Linked DNA regions of Mus musculus: all the other regions are linked to region 3. Evidence: chromatin contacts called from public HiCAR-type and promoter capture Hi-C data. All regions are on one chromosome and are shown on one strand. Each heading gives the region's core, a stretch centred on a gene start, on an enhancer-like site or on the middle of the called end of the contact. The rest is flanking DNA. Distances are from core to core; before and after follow the strand shown.

Region 1 (4,872 bases), core at 330-2,829, 2.3 Mb after region 3:
TGCCTCTTCCTTTTCAAGGTACCCTGTTCTTTTTTTTTTTTTAGGATGCAGCGGTTTTGGAGAAGGACAAGACCTTTTGATGACGACTTTTTCTTTTCCCCTTATGGTTCTTTGGTTCTGTTTTCCTTTATTCTTGATCACTTCCCAGCAGATACTCTTCAAATAAAAACCTGTTTGGGGTTTTTTTTTTTCTATCTCTGTTTATGAAGGAGTTCAGAAAGCTAAAAGGTATTTTTTTTTTCTGTTAAACCATAGGGAGGTCCAGGTTGAAGCAGGAGGGCCTCTTGCCATGCATATCACTGCTCCAGCTCTGGTATCTGGAATGATGAGACCTAGGGAGTTTGCCAAGGAATTCTGTTGACAGCTGCCATAATCAGTACTGGAGTCCAAGCTTGTCTGCAGCCAGTTCCTGCTTCCCAGCCACTTGTATCCCGAGTTAGCTGAGTCCCGCTTTCAGTTTGCTGAAGTCCCTTACAGACTAACGGCCGGTCTCCTGTTGTCTTGCAGACCTGGAATGAATACCCATCAGGGGCCACTGAAACCTGTGGCGGAGGAGCTGGTGTGCGCTACAATGAGAGCTCCGGTGGGGCCCAGCTGGCACACAAGCTGGAGTCCTGCATTTTTCCAGTATGGGATGCATCTCTACACTCAGTACAGACTGAGGCTGGCAGTCACACTAGAGGAGAGGCCTGGAATTGCCCCAGCATGCCCTACGGCACTCAGAAGCTGCCCACTCTGGTCCCTGGAGGGGCTTCTAAGCCCTCTGCCTGTTGGTTTCTTTCTGGGGTTTCATGGTTACCAGGATATGATGATCTCAGAGGTGGGAGCCCAGGAAGGCCCTTGGATGGCTTTGGAATGGGGTGGCTTCAGCAAAGGCCCTGAGTAGCTGACAGTGGTGGTCGTGGTGTCTTTGTTCTATATTCTGAGTCTCCAGACTTGGTAAGGGCCCAGTAGATACTCAGGATGCTGTCCTGTTAGTACCACACAAAGGCTGCAGGCTAGGATCCTCAGGTCACAGCTCCAAGTGCTCAGCGTGGGCTACAGTTACTGAGCAGCCGTGGAAGGACTGAGGGCACTTCAGGTGCTCATATGTTCTGAGACCTTAGGTGCCTACCTTAACCCGAAACCCAATGTTCTCTGATCACCTTACCTTTGTTGGGCTGTGCCCTATCTGGAAGGCTGGTTTCTTTCAGACAGCCCCGAAGACGCCTCCCCCTTTTCCACGGTCCTTGTATGCTCTTGATCTCCAGAGAGTCCTGAGAGGTGAGGGAGTCTAGTAGGAGAGAAGAGCCCCAGGTCTGCCGTGTAGCTGGTTCCGCATGAGCATGAGCTGTGCTAGCATGTTAAATACCCTACAGATTGGTGTGTTGGGTTGGGTGAGGGTCTGTGTGGAGCCCCGAGGCTGCACTGGGTGGGAGTGCTAGGATGATGCAGACTCGAAGACACACAGAGAGTGTGGGACACTAGAGTGTGCTGTGAGGAGCTAGAGTGGCCCTAGCCCCTGTTGCTAGGCAGCGCATTTCCCTGGACACCAGTTGCCATGGCAGCCGCTTCCTGCCCATGTTGCCATGACACCCAGATGGCCTTGAGGAGCCTGAAGTGGTGGTAAGGGGCTAGCTATCCAGACACACTCACACCACCCTTCCCCCCAGCCCGGCTGGTGCCTAGGGGATGCTGAGGAGAGGAGAGAGGACAGGCTATGTTATCCAGAGCCGCTTGCCTACAGCTGGCCTGAGATGAAGTCAGGGGCTAAATGGGCAGATTCTACTCTCCTTACTATGGCCTTGACACTCAATGACCCATGCTCATTACAGGGCCTGAGTAGAACTCAGAGTCATAGAGCCAGCCACACCCATGAGAGATTCTCATTTCTGTATTTTTAACCTGGGCTTCTGGCCCTTACCCACCTAGTCTGTTCTCCACTTGCAGCCCCAAAGCACCCTGCGTAGGACTAGAGGATCCTACAGAACCTGGATGAATGTGTCTGGGGTTTCACAGGCATTCCTGGAGTGGCCTTGGGATTATTACCCTGTCATCCAGGACTCTGCCCAGTCCTTTCATCTCCTACCCAGGACCTAGGGTATGGCCTAGGCATGAACTCTCCTTTGCTCTGTTAGAGAGGCAAGATGACACTTGGCTCTGAGTCACAGCCTGTGACCTTCCAGGTGGCAGAGGGGCAGATGAGGGATGAAGTGGTCTGTGTGATGAAGTCACCCCAGGGCCAGAAGGTAGGGGCTGCTAGGCCTCTCTGTTCCTGGCAAAGTAGACATGAGTTTCTGAGAGCTGTGTGACCTTCTCGGCCTTCTCCAGTCTGCAGGGAGTGGGGAGTGCAGAGCAAGCAGGGTCCTGAGACCATGGTGTGGGCAAAAGAAGGTCTCAGAGCTAGGCATGCTACTTCATGCTTGTGTGTATCAGGATTTTGTAAGGCTAGAGCAGGAGGATTGCCATGAGTTTGAGGCCAACCTAGGATGCACAGTAAAATCCTGTCTCCATGTCTTATCCCCACAAAGAGGGCACTAGGTGGGCTGGGTCCTTGAGGTCTTCTAGGAATTCCCAGCTCCAGAGGTTGAAGCTCTTGGAGGAAAGGCACACCCATGGGGCGCTCAGTACTGGACATGGACTTTCTGCTCCTAGAATGTATGTGGTGACAGGCTGTTTGCTCCTCTCTTCTGTGGTCACTCTCTGGAAGCCACTGCTCATATTTTTTTTAAAAAATGATTTATCTATTTTATGTGAGTACACTGTAGCTGTCTTTAGACACACCAGAAGAGGGCACTGGATCCCATTGGAGATGGTTGTGAGCCACTGTGTGGTTGCTGGGATTTGAAGTCATGGCCTCTGGAAGAGCGGTCAGTGCTCTTGGCCACTCGTATTTTTAACTTTAACAGTCAGAAAGACAGTAAGAGTGCTAAAGACAACCCTTGTGAAAGACACAGTCCCAGTAGACAGCCATCATTTCAGGATGTCGGGGGCTCTGAGGCCTTGTACTGGGAGGTGGCCTGCTGACCGCCATGCTGTGCTCCACTAGGCTGCTGAGCGTAAGCACCCCTGCCCAAGCTGAGGACCCTCTCCTTTCTTAGGAGTCAGATCTCGTCTCTTGTTACTTCCAGATGGACAGTGGTGTCCAGAAAGTCAGCATGAATGGGCTGCCTGGCGGTCAGTACCAGTTCACCTTACTGGGGCTAGAACCTGGGTTCTTATCTTTCCTGTTGTATTCTATCTGACCCCACTCTTGATAGATACTGGCCTACCTGTCAGCGCAGGCAACAGTGCCAGGCTATAAACTCCAAAGGCCTATTTCTGTATCCTGATGACATAAAGACCCTCAGGTTAAAGTGGGACTGTGAACAAATGAGAGAGATCACTTTAAGCTGCCAAAAGCTGGCTCCTGGCTTCGATGCTGATGGCAGGCAGAGCAGGAGTAGACTGCAGTTCCCAGACTTGCCACCAGATGGTGCCTCAACCCTGCACCAGGCACAGATACTTGGGTGGGAGCCAGCACCCAGGGTCGACAGGCTAGGAAGAAATTGAAGAGTCTGCCAGGCAGAAACTTGTGCCACGGACAGATCAGACACAAAGCATCCACCCCCACTTGGATCTGTGGTTTCCATGACGGGTAGCCATGTGGTCACAGCTCTCACTGGTTTGAGGGCGCTCCTTTTTTTATTGCTTAGCACAGTGAGATCCTGTCTCTGTGTCTTATCCCCGCAAAGAGGGCACTAGGTGGGCTGGGTCCTTGAGGTCTTCTGGGAATTCTCAACTCCAGAGGTCAAAGCTCTGGGAGGAAAGCTTAGTTTGAAGCAAATTATCCTAGACTTTCCCAGCACTGTACAGCGGTATTCCATCTGTCCTATGGGCAGCTCTGGATTGACCCACGTCTGTCACAGGCACTCACCAGTAGGATAGGGAGTCCCAGAGCTATGTGATCAGGGCAGGCAGGATGGTCCCAGCCAGCATGTGTGACTGCTGTAATACCAGGTCTTCGACACATTGGAGAAGGAGAAGGTCTAGTGTAGAGCCCCGAGCCTAGCCTGACATTTTCCTGCATTTTATCAGAACTTTCAGCCTTGGCCCTCTCAGCCCAGGTGACTAGGGCTTGGTTGATGTCTTCAGGCTCTGGGCAAGGTTCAACCCCAATCCATAGGGCAGGGCCAACAGTCTGGGCTGTGCCCTTCTGGGATGGAGTGGGAGTGTAAGATAAGCCCGTCTTCATACCCAAGTAGAATGTCCCTCTCATCCACAGACTCTAGTCTATCTGTGTGCTATGATGTGGTGCTGCCATGGATCCTCATCCCAGTGTAGTGTCAGTGACAGGAAGTGGACAGGATGCACGCTGTCATAAGACTCCTTCAGAGCCTCCAGGTGAGTCTTTGGATGACAGAGCTTTGTCAAGATGAGGAAGTCCTGAGTAAAGAGAGGGCGATGGGGAGCTGGGGGGGGGGGTGGCGTGTCGGACATTTGCTGGCGTGGTACACCCGGCTCCTCAGAATGCTGCCCATATGGTAACTCCCTATTGCACTTCCCATCTCTTCCACCAGACGGTGCTGTCTGAAGGCCTCCCTGCCCACTATAAAGGAGGAAGAACAGCCTTGCTAGAGCTCCATGCTCCTGGTGACTCCAACCTTTGAGGATCTGTGTAGATGTCAAGATGGGAGACTGCTCTGAAAGCCACCCTTCCTCCCATCTAGATAGCAAATCACCTGTCCATGCTATGGCCCTGACCTCCTCTCTTGCCTCTGGGGCAGGGGGGACTTCTCTCTATGCGCCCCTGTTTAAAGCTGGTTCTGTTGAGCACAGCTGGCAAGTGAATAGAAGTTATCCCTGAGTCTGGAGCCTACAGCCTCTCTTCCCTCAGCCAGTGTGAGTTTACCT
Region 2 (4,964 bases), core at 1,812-4,311, 2.8 Mb after region 3:
CACCACCAAGGTTGGTTTGTGAACTTATTCTTTGTTTGTTTTTTGTTTTATTGGCAACTTAGAGTGTAAAGTATTTTATTTTTAACCTTCTAAAGTTTGAAAACAATGTAGCCCAGTTTAGGTGAGTTACCAAGCTAAATGTGTTTGCCTGGAGCTTAGTTCTGCCTGACAAGGAATTCCTAATACCCTAGGTGGGTGCCTGTGTAGCTACAAGTGGCAAACAGCCTGGACTCTACTGGGAATGGTCCTTTCCCCATCCCTTTGGTAGGAGCTTAACAAACATTAGGCGTTTTTCTTGTCTTATACGGCTAATGTGGGTCTGAATGTCGCCTGGGAGGCATGCACCACGAACAAGAAGTCGTCTTCATTCTTCTCATATGCCTTGGAGATAGTCTTACACATACTCACCACGCTGTGCCAGGTCACCACGAGGAAGAAGGCTTGACTATCGTTGAGCTGTTACCGCCTTCTCTTTCTGGTCATGAGCTTACCCATGTTGACGTGGTTGGGTTGATTTTGTCATGGACCGGCAGCTGCCTTTTCTGTTTATAATGCACTATTGAAATCTTTATGGGTGCAAGACATCTTCCACTCTCTGTGTGAAGCTTCCACGCTGTGTGAAGGTCTCTGACTACATGGCTTGGGGAATCTAAGATTTGGATAAAGGGGGCTGGAGAGATGGCACAGCAGTTAAGAACACCTACTTTTCTTCCAAAAGTCCTGAGTTCAAATCTCAGCAACTGCATGGTGGCTCACAACCATCCATAGTGAGATCTGAGATGCCCTCTTCTGGTATGTCTGAAGACAGCTATAGTGTACTTATTTATAATAATAAATAAATCTTTGGGCCGGAGTGAGCAGGGCCCACCGGAGCAAACAGAGGTTCTAAATTCAATTCCCAGCAACCACATGAAGGCTCACATCCATCTGTACAGATACAGTGTACTCATATACATAATAAATAAATAAATAAATAAATAAATAATCTTTAAAGGAAAGAAAGAAAGGAAGGCAGGAAGAAAGGAAGGAAGAAAAAAAGGAAGGAAGAAAAAGAAAGGAAGGAAGAAAGGCATGTACCACCATGCCTGGCTTTCCTATTCTTAAAAAAAAAAAAAAAAAGATTTAGATAAAGAACCTGAATTAGCTTTCTCCAGCTGTACTGCCAAATTTTGCCTCTCAAGGACTGGGATTAAAGTGGTGTACCACCATGCCTGCATCACCATGCCTGTATCACCATCACCGTGCCTGCACCACCAAGCACCACCATGCACCATCATGCATCACCACGCCTTCATCACCATGCACCACTATGTACTACCATGCCTGCACCACCATGCACTACCATGTCTTCATCACCATACACCACCATGCCTGAACCACCATGCTTGCACCACCATGCACCACCATGCCTCCACTACCATGCACTACCATGCACCACCATGTCTTCAGCACCATACCTGCACCACCATGCATCACCACGCACCACCATGCTTGGTGGTTTTGAATTTTCTTTTTAAGTTTTGTCATACTCAGTTTTTTTTTTTTTTTTTTTTTTTTTTTTTTTTTTTTTTCTTTTTTCCGGAGCTGAGGACCGAACCCAGGGCCTTGGGCTTGCTAGGCAAGCACTTTACCACTGAGCTAAATCCCCAACCCCCATACTCAGTTTTTTAAAGACTTACTTATTTTATGTATATGAGTATATTGTAACTGTCTTCAGACACACCAGAAGAGAGCAATAGATCAATGCTCTTAATGGCTGAGCCATCTCTCCAGCCCCCACACTCAGGGGTTTTTTTTTTTTTTTAGATTTATTTATTTATTTATTTCATGTATATACTGTAGCTGTCTTCAGATATTCTGGCACACCAAAACAGTACATTGGATGTGAGCCACCATGTGGTTGCTGGGAATTGAACACAGGACCTCTGGAAGAACAGTCAGTGCTCTTAACCTCTGAGCCATCTCTCCAGCCCTGACACTCAGTTTTTAATTCATTTGTGTTTAAGACTTTTCCAAAGGCCAAAAGTTTTTTTTTTTAAAGGGTGCTTTCTTCTATAATAATAAACACATGTATTTTATTTATTTCTTTATTTGTCTATTTATTTATTTATTTTGGGGTTCATTTTGGGTGTTGTTTGTTTTTGTTTGTTTGAGACAATGTGTCTCTACATAGGCCCTGGTTGTCCTGGAACTCAGTATGTAAACCAGGCTGCCTTGAATTCAACAGAGATCTGCCTGCCTCTGCCTCCCAAGTGCTGGGACAAACAAAGTTCTAAAATGAGGCCTTACATATTGTTGGAAAAAATGAAGACTTACAAAATTGGTTAGTTACCTTGTAATCTCTACTCTAAACTTAAATCATATAAACATTGAAAGGTGAACTCGAGACACATAAGCCCAGCAACAATTATCCACTTAGACCAAAATGTCCTGTATTAAGGGATGCACCACTAAGAAGCAAGGAATATGAACCACAGAGAAAACATTAACAGAAATAATGCTTTTGCTTTCCTTTTAAATATGGAGCTTAATGATTCAATGAGCAGAGATCCTAAACCTAACATTGCTTGTTGGTGAAATACTAGCTTTATTTTGATGACTGTAGAATGTACATATACTTATGTACACTTAACATATGTTAGAAATTAAAATCTCAATATTTAAATACCAAATTTATTTAAAATACCAAAAATATGTTATACATTAGCAATTATCCCAACACTGGCAACAAAATATACATAGACTCTGTATGTGTGTCTGTGTGTGGTGTGTGTGTGTCTATGTGTCCGCATGTGTGTCTCTCTCTGTCTCTGTATCTGTCTCTGTGTCTGTCTTTCTGTCTCTTTTTTCTGTCTTTCTCTCTGTTTCTGCCTCTGTCTGTGTTTCCGCCTCTGTATCTCTGTCTCTCCCTCTGTGTCTCCCTCTCCCCCTCTCCCCCTCTCCCCCTCTCCCCTTCTCCCTCTTCCCCTCTCCCCCTCTCCCCTTCCTCTCTTCCTCTCTCTTTCTGTGGCGCGCATGCGTATACAAAAGCAAGACTTCATTTCCCACAATTCTTCCTGTACTTCCGGCGTGGCCCAGTAGCGGGATCGCTCGGCTTCCGGGTTCGGGCCTGTCGCTGTGGTAGAGGCGGCGGCGCCGGGGGTGGCCGGTAGGGACTCGGGCTACAAGAGTAGGGGCTCCGGGCATGGACGTTTCGGGGCAGGAGACCGACTGGCGTAGCGCCGCCTTTCGGCAGAAGCTGGTCAGCCAAATGTGAGTGTGGCCTGGGGCAAGGACCGGTGGTCGGACCTTCCGGGCGGGGAGGGTGAGGCCGGGCTAGACCCGCTCTTGACCCTGGTCAGAAGCTGCGGTGTCCGCTGGGTGCCGGGGACGTACAAGGGTCCTCCTGGAGTCTCTCTGGCCTTTCTCGGCAGACAGGGACTGCTGGCTAGTTTTTCTGGGGAGGAACTCTGCAAACCCAGCTAGTGCCCTGGCTAGTGAGTCATCGTCCTGAGCCGCCTCGTCATTTGTGTGCAGATTTTCCTTTGCTTCGATTCGCACCGAATATAGAAAGAGAATGAGGCAGCCAGAGATTTTACACGGGTGCCGCGTGGCTTCTTTTATAAAATAAATAAATAAAACGAAAACCACATCAATGAGTTGGAGGAGGCTGGAAGGAAGGTAAATTGGAAGATTGATGTGTTTGGGTTGTAGGCAGTGGAATAGAAGAGTGCTCCGGTTTCTTCCACAAGGTGTGTCAACTTGGCCAAAGGGTAGCAGGAAATAGCTGTGGGAACTTCGGGAGTGAAGGGCAGGGATGCCCTCTGCCCACGGAGCACTGCAGAGTGCTTGTTGCACTTAGCCATTTTACTGAGTTTCCTAAAGTGTTCAGAAAATTGCCTGTGGCACAGCTTTTCCCCTGAGGGTTGGTACTGTCTGTCTGTAAAGAAACAGTACAGTCGTGCCAATGCTCAGTCATTTTTGTGGGTGCTAAAGTGTCAGTTGAGTAGACTGGAGCAGCCTCGAGTAGGTGACAGATTGAGCTCTAGAGAGAAAAGTAGGAGGGTGACAGGCCACCATTCCCAGCAGATGATTGTGAAAGCATCAGGATGGACGGCTGTAGGTGGAGAGTTCTGGGTCTTTGAAGCAAAGTAGTCAAGGATACATCATGAGGATGAGCAGATGCTGGCATGGTTAGTGTTGGGTGTTTTGGGCAAACAACTTGTACCCGTGGTTTTTTGTTTGTTTGTTTGTTTGTTTTTTAGTTTTTCGAGACAGGGTTTCTCTGTGTAGTCCTGGCTGTCCTGGAACTCAGAAATCTGCCTACTTCTACCTCCCAAGCGCTGGGATCACTGCCCGGCCCTTCCTCCAGTGTTTTACACGTGGTCTGCCTTGAGGTGGTGCAGCATTAGTGTTGGGAAGGCCCCTGAGTCCCTGGAGATGAATTAGGGACCCAAGAGAGGCCAAATAGGCAATTTGGGGAGTTTTTTTCCTTTGGAAGGGTTGGTGGGGGTTCTGTCTTTTTTTCATTTAGATCATATGGTCTCATGAGTTGATTGTAGAAGACTTGGTTGGCAGAGATCATAAAGACCAGTATTAAGTGCTGAACTTGAAAGAGGAAGACAGATTCCAGAGAAAGAGGAATGAATATGTGGACAATTGGTGACTAACTGGATGGAGGGGGTGGGGTGGGGTGGGGTGGAGTGAAGCAATGGACTAAATCGGGGAAGCATCAGTACAGTGGAGGGAGTGGGTACTGTGTCAGTGGCTTGGTACCGCCGCACAATAACCCTTGCACGGTTTTGCAGACAGTTCAGCAAACAAGTGTTTTGTTTCTTAATTGTTTTAGATTTAATTTATTTATATGAGTGTTTTGCTTGCCTGTATATAAGTGAACCATGTATATCTGATGATGTCAGAGGTCAGAAGAGCGTATAAGATTCCCTGGGATTGGAGCTACAGGGGGTTATGAACTGCCCTGTGAA
Region 3 (4,364 bases), core at 1,784-4,283:
TAGCAGGAAGGAGTGGAACCAGCCAGGTTCACTTAGGCTAGGCACTGCCACAAACTAAGTCTAGGTTAGCTTTACCACCAAAAAATGGATACAGCCACACCAAGCTAGCCCATTAGCCAGGGAGGCAAGAAGGTAGGAGAGCTACCATAGGTCTATTCTGAGACTATTTATCTCAAGCTCTTTTGAGAAAGAAAACCAAGGCAGGAAGAAACAGAAGAGCCTAGCCTCAGGCTAGACAGTGGAGGATCTCTTAGCAAGCAGCCAGAGTGTGAGGCAGAGTGAGAAGTGAGACTTTAGGAGGTCTTAGGAGCTGTCCAGCTCCACCCAGATGAGCTACAAAGGCAGCATGACCCGCAGAGCACAGTAAGCCGGTTCACAACCAGGGAGGGCCCAGGAGAACTGAAAACAGCTGAGTCAGCAGACTACAGAGAGGTTTTAAGGGGATCTAGGGAAGGCTCTCAATATGAGAAGGATTTGAAAGCAAGATTTAGATGGATTAGTATCTCCACACACACACACTAACTACACCCACTGGAGAGAGTGCTCCCTTCTAAAAGGAAGACCAGGCAAAAGCACCTGGTCTTCAGCCACCAGACCTACCCCAAAGACACAGGGAGCAGGAAGGGCAGGGATTCCTAACCCTAGGGGGTGGAGGTGTCATTCCGAGGCCTGGAGCCTAGCAGCTAGGCCAGTGCCCAATGGGAACCAGGCTATATTGCATGCTCAGGCTGAGGCAACAGGGAGGTTGAAACACAGCATGCTCAGTCAAGGGACTTACCCGATGTCATCTCTGTAGACCCGGGAGATAAGCACCTCCCCCTTGTGATTATAGATGAATAAGCCTCCGATCATGGTGGCAGCTCAGTCTCTGTGACCCATTGCTCTGAGAACAGACCTAGGTAGGAAAGGGGAGGGGGGATTAGGGAAAGGGGAAATCTTTAGAACCCGTCCACGCCAATGGGGCTGTACAGGCCCGCCTTGTTTCCTGACTCAGTCCTCTAGCAAGTGACTCCCAAGTCCTCCGCAGCCCTCCCGAGGCTCCAGTTCCTGTTTTTCCACACTGGATAGGGGACAGCACTTTAAGAGTGTGAGGCCCGGGGATTTAGGCCATTTTTATCCAGCCTTTTCTGAGGGCTGAGGAAAGTAACCACAAGGCCGAGCTCAGCCCCCTACTGTGCACTCTCACTCCTGCTGCTTCCAGTGAGTCACAGAGAAGGCCTGCCTGCAGATGCAGGAATGGCGTGGCGGGAGGGATTACTCTAGTTGGCTTGAGCCTGGGCCTGCCACCAGGCATAACCTTTAGAGCAAGCATTACCCTTCCAAGAAGGCAACGGAGCATGACCCTCTAGAAGTCTACACATTCCAGGAAAGGGTGTGCAGGGTGAGGTGGGGCTGGGAGGGAAGAGGCCCTTAGGCTCTAACACAGAGCCAGGAAGGTGGCTGAAGCAGGCACATCTTTCCCAGGCAGAGAGATAAGCAGACAAAGGAACAGAGGCCCGCTTAATAAGTTCTTTAAAAGATTTCATTTTTACCGACACACAGGTACATGCCAGTGTGCTGTATGTGTGGAAGCTAGGTGTTAGACTGAACACTGCCCTCCACCCCTCAAGCCTGAGTTAGGGTGGTACTGAGCCAAATGACATGTGCCGGGACCTGAACTCAGGTTTTCTGGAAAAGCAGTAAGAACTCTTCAATGCTGAGCCCCTTTTACAGTTATTTCTGGTTACTGTCTTTTCAAAATTTCTAAGTGTGACAAAAATTAGGTCTGTATGTAGTAGCATTAATCCTGCCATCTAAATTGTGTCTCCAAATCTGCCAAGTCAGTCACTTCTGGCCTGGTGTTTACCAAGCAATGGGCAGGGATAACAGAATGCCTCGACTGCCCAAATTATTTTGGTCAAAATTAAGGTAGAATATTTGAGTAACGGGGTTAATCTGGTTCTAGATTTCTGGATTAGTCCAGATATTAATTTCACTGAGGTTAGTTTAACAGACTTTTTGAAACTGAAAAGTTAACCCTTGAAGCCCAGTGACAAGTCCAAAGAAGGTGAGAAAGAAAATGCAAAATGGAGGTTGAGCGCTGAGCAAAGGACCAAGTCCACAGGTATCAACCTCGGGTGGGGGATGGTGTGTGTGACCTCGGGGGGGGGGGCGGTGTGTGTGTGTCCTGGACGAAAATGCAATATTTAGTTAAGGAAAGGGTTAGCTGGAATTGCTAGCAAAAGACCAGGATGACCCCAAAGCACCAAATACAGCTGTGGGAGTCCCTAAAGGTCTCCTATGGCAAAGGTCATAGGAGCTTGGGAGGAGCGAAAAACAGCGAAAAGAGATAGACAAGAAAAAGAGAAAGCTGAGAGACAGGGCCTACTCTTCTGTTAGTGAAGCATAGGGGGCTGGTGGAGTTTTTCTCAGCTGAGGGAGGAGAAGACATCTAGGCCCGGGAGATGTCACCACGGGATGCGGGGGCTGTCACAGGTCTGAGGTACAAGAGCCGTGGGGGTAAACCAGGAGGATGGAATCTCTCAGTGTTCGAGAGAGACCTGTCACTGTCCAAGGGAGTGGCACCAGGGGATGTCAATGTCCTGGGGGATGGGGAAATAGGAAACCCCGGGGTTGAGCGGTTGTCAGGATTCTAGGGATGGGGCGCCGCGCGGCGTCTCCCGCTCTAGGATTCCAGCCCTAGTCTCTTCCCGGAGACGCCTGGCGGGTCACTGGAAGGCGTTGCTCCCCGCCCTTGCTGCAATCGCGCCCAAGGCACCCCCGCCCGGTTGTCTACTCCCTCCCGGGTCTGAAGGCTGAGGCCACTCCCCGGTGCGGGCAGTTTTCCACCCAGCACCGTGCAGGGCAAGGCAGGCTACCACAGCACCCTCGTCGCCTGATAAGGACCTCTAAGTCAAGCCTCCCAGCTCACCTGGAGTCAGCAGCCCCCACAAGGCCGGCCTGGCCACTCTCGGATCCCAAGATGTCCGCCCGCCCCCAGCTCGCCTGTCTGCTGCCTCGGCTTTCACTGCAGTGCTCCCGCCCCACCCCGCCCCGATCGCAGCTGCGCCTGCGCGCTCGCCTCCAGCGGCGACTACAAGTCCCGTCAGTCCCCGCAGCTTTCAAGCTGACACATCTGAGCGCCCTAGGCTCAACAAAACTACAACTACCGACAGCCTTCAAGACAGAGAAGACGTCAGCTTTAGTGCGCCTTGCAAGCAACACGTGTCGTGATACACTCCAACCATTGTTTGCTTCACTGAGAATCACGGGAAGTGTAGTCTCTGCGACCCTTCCTGTTCCTAGTTAAGTGGGGTAGCTTTAAGAGACCAAAGCTATTTGTCGAAACCAATTGTAAATTTTGAATTACTATAGTCTTTTATTGTCTCCAGATTTCGAAGACTGGCTACTTTACAAACACAACTTGGCATAAGCTTGTTACTGCTGAATTTACTGTTTTTTTTTTTTTTTAAACACCACGTTTGATTCTCCCAAACGTGTGTGTGTGTGTTTTTATATATATATATAAAATTTATTTGTATGTATTTTATATATATTCTAGGATTGGACTGATCCCTTTCTCAGGGATAATTATCCAAACAGAAAAGCTGGGAAGGAAGACAGCTAAACGTTAATGTTTTCCTCAGCTAAATCTGTGACTGTGGTGTGATGGTGACGTATGCCGTTAATTCCAGAGTTCTGGAGGCAGAGGCAAGAGCATCTCTGTGAGTTTGAGGCCATCCTGGTCTAAATAGAGAGTTTCAAGACAGCCCAGGCTACATAAGAGACCCCTTTTGCCCTCTACTCCAGTTTAGTTGGGCATGGGATTTTAAAATCCCATTTCTCCTTTAATCCCAGCACTTGGGAGGCAGAGGCAGGAGAATTTCTGACTTCGAGGCCAGCCTGGTCTACAAAGTGAGTTCCAGGACAGCCAGGGCTACAGAAAAACCCTGTCTCGAAAAAAAAAAAAATCCCATTTCTCAACTGTGCAGTGGTGGCACATGCTTTTAATCTCAGCACTGGGGCGGGGGGGGGGGGGGGGGTAGAGGCAGGCAGCACTCTGAGTTCAAGGTCAGCCTGGTCTACAGATCAAGTTCCAGGACAGCCAGGGCTACAAAGAGAAACCCTGTCTCATAAAAACAAAAAAGGAGAGAAAAGATTTCCTATGATATCCAAACTGAGAGAATGAGGAAGAGCCAACCTGGACACAAACAGCTGTCTGATTATTGCCAAATCAGGAAAATTTGGTTTTTCTCTCAGGAGACAGAGACATCCTGCTGCCTAAACAGGCCAGAGACTTCTATGGCAGAAAGGAAGTGGGTGGGTGCTTAAATCTGGTTGCTAACCCTACTATTCCTAGCAATCTCCTTCTAAGTAGCGAAAAC

What was found. Promoter capture Hi-C pulls out the DNA fragments that hold promoters and counts their contacts. HiCAR-type assays count read pairs that join an accessible place to other places.
Region 1: a contact with region 3 is called in a promoter capture Hi-C map of pre-B cells. The contact joins the promoter of 4933432I09Rik here to the promoter of Ap2m1 in region 3. A contact is called at or near these places in 1 of 39 promoter capture datasets (pre-B cells) and 1 of 9 other capture datasets (adipose tissue).
Region 2: a contact with region 3 is called in a HiCAR-type map of astrocytes, with 3 times the contacts expected there. The contact joins the promoter of Med15 here to the promoter of Ap2m1 in region 3. A contact is called at or near these places in 1 of 39 promoter capture datasets (pre-B cells) and 1 of 115 datasets of contacts at active chromatin or transcription factors (astrocytes).

Annotation. Positions count from the first base shown.
Region 1 is chr16:18,210,570-18,215,441 of GRCm38.p6, reverse strand. It overlaps 4933432I09Rik (RIKEN cDNA 4933432I09 gene), which reads left to right and starts at 1,579. Exons shown (of 3, transcript NR_015575.1): 1 at 1,579-1,605; 2 at 4,244-4,362; 3 at 4,539-4,872. It also overlaps a transcript of Ccdc188 not described here.
Region 2 is chr16:17,721,044-17,726,007 of GRCm38.p6, reverse strand. It overlaps Med15 (mediator complex subunit 15), which reads left to right and starts at 3,061. Exons shown (of 18, transcript NM_033609.3): 1 at 3,061-3,252. The coding sequence starts at 3,185. It also overlaps the pseudogene Gm6048.
Region 3 is chr16:20,534,149-20,538,512 of GRCm38.p6, reverse strand. Ap2m1 (adaptor-related protein complex 2, mu 1 subunit) reads right to left here and starts at 3,033. Exons shown (of 12, transcript NM_009679.3): 1 at 2,912-3,033; 2 at 779-895. The coding sequence starts at 852.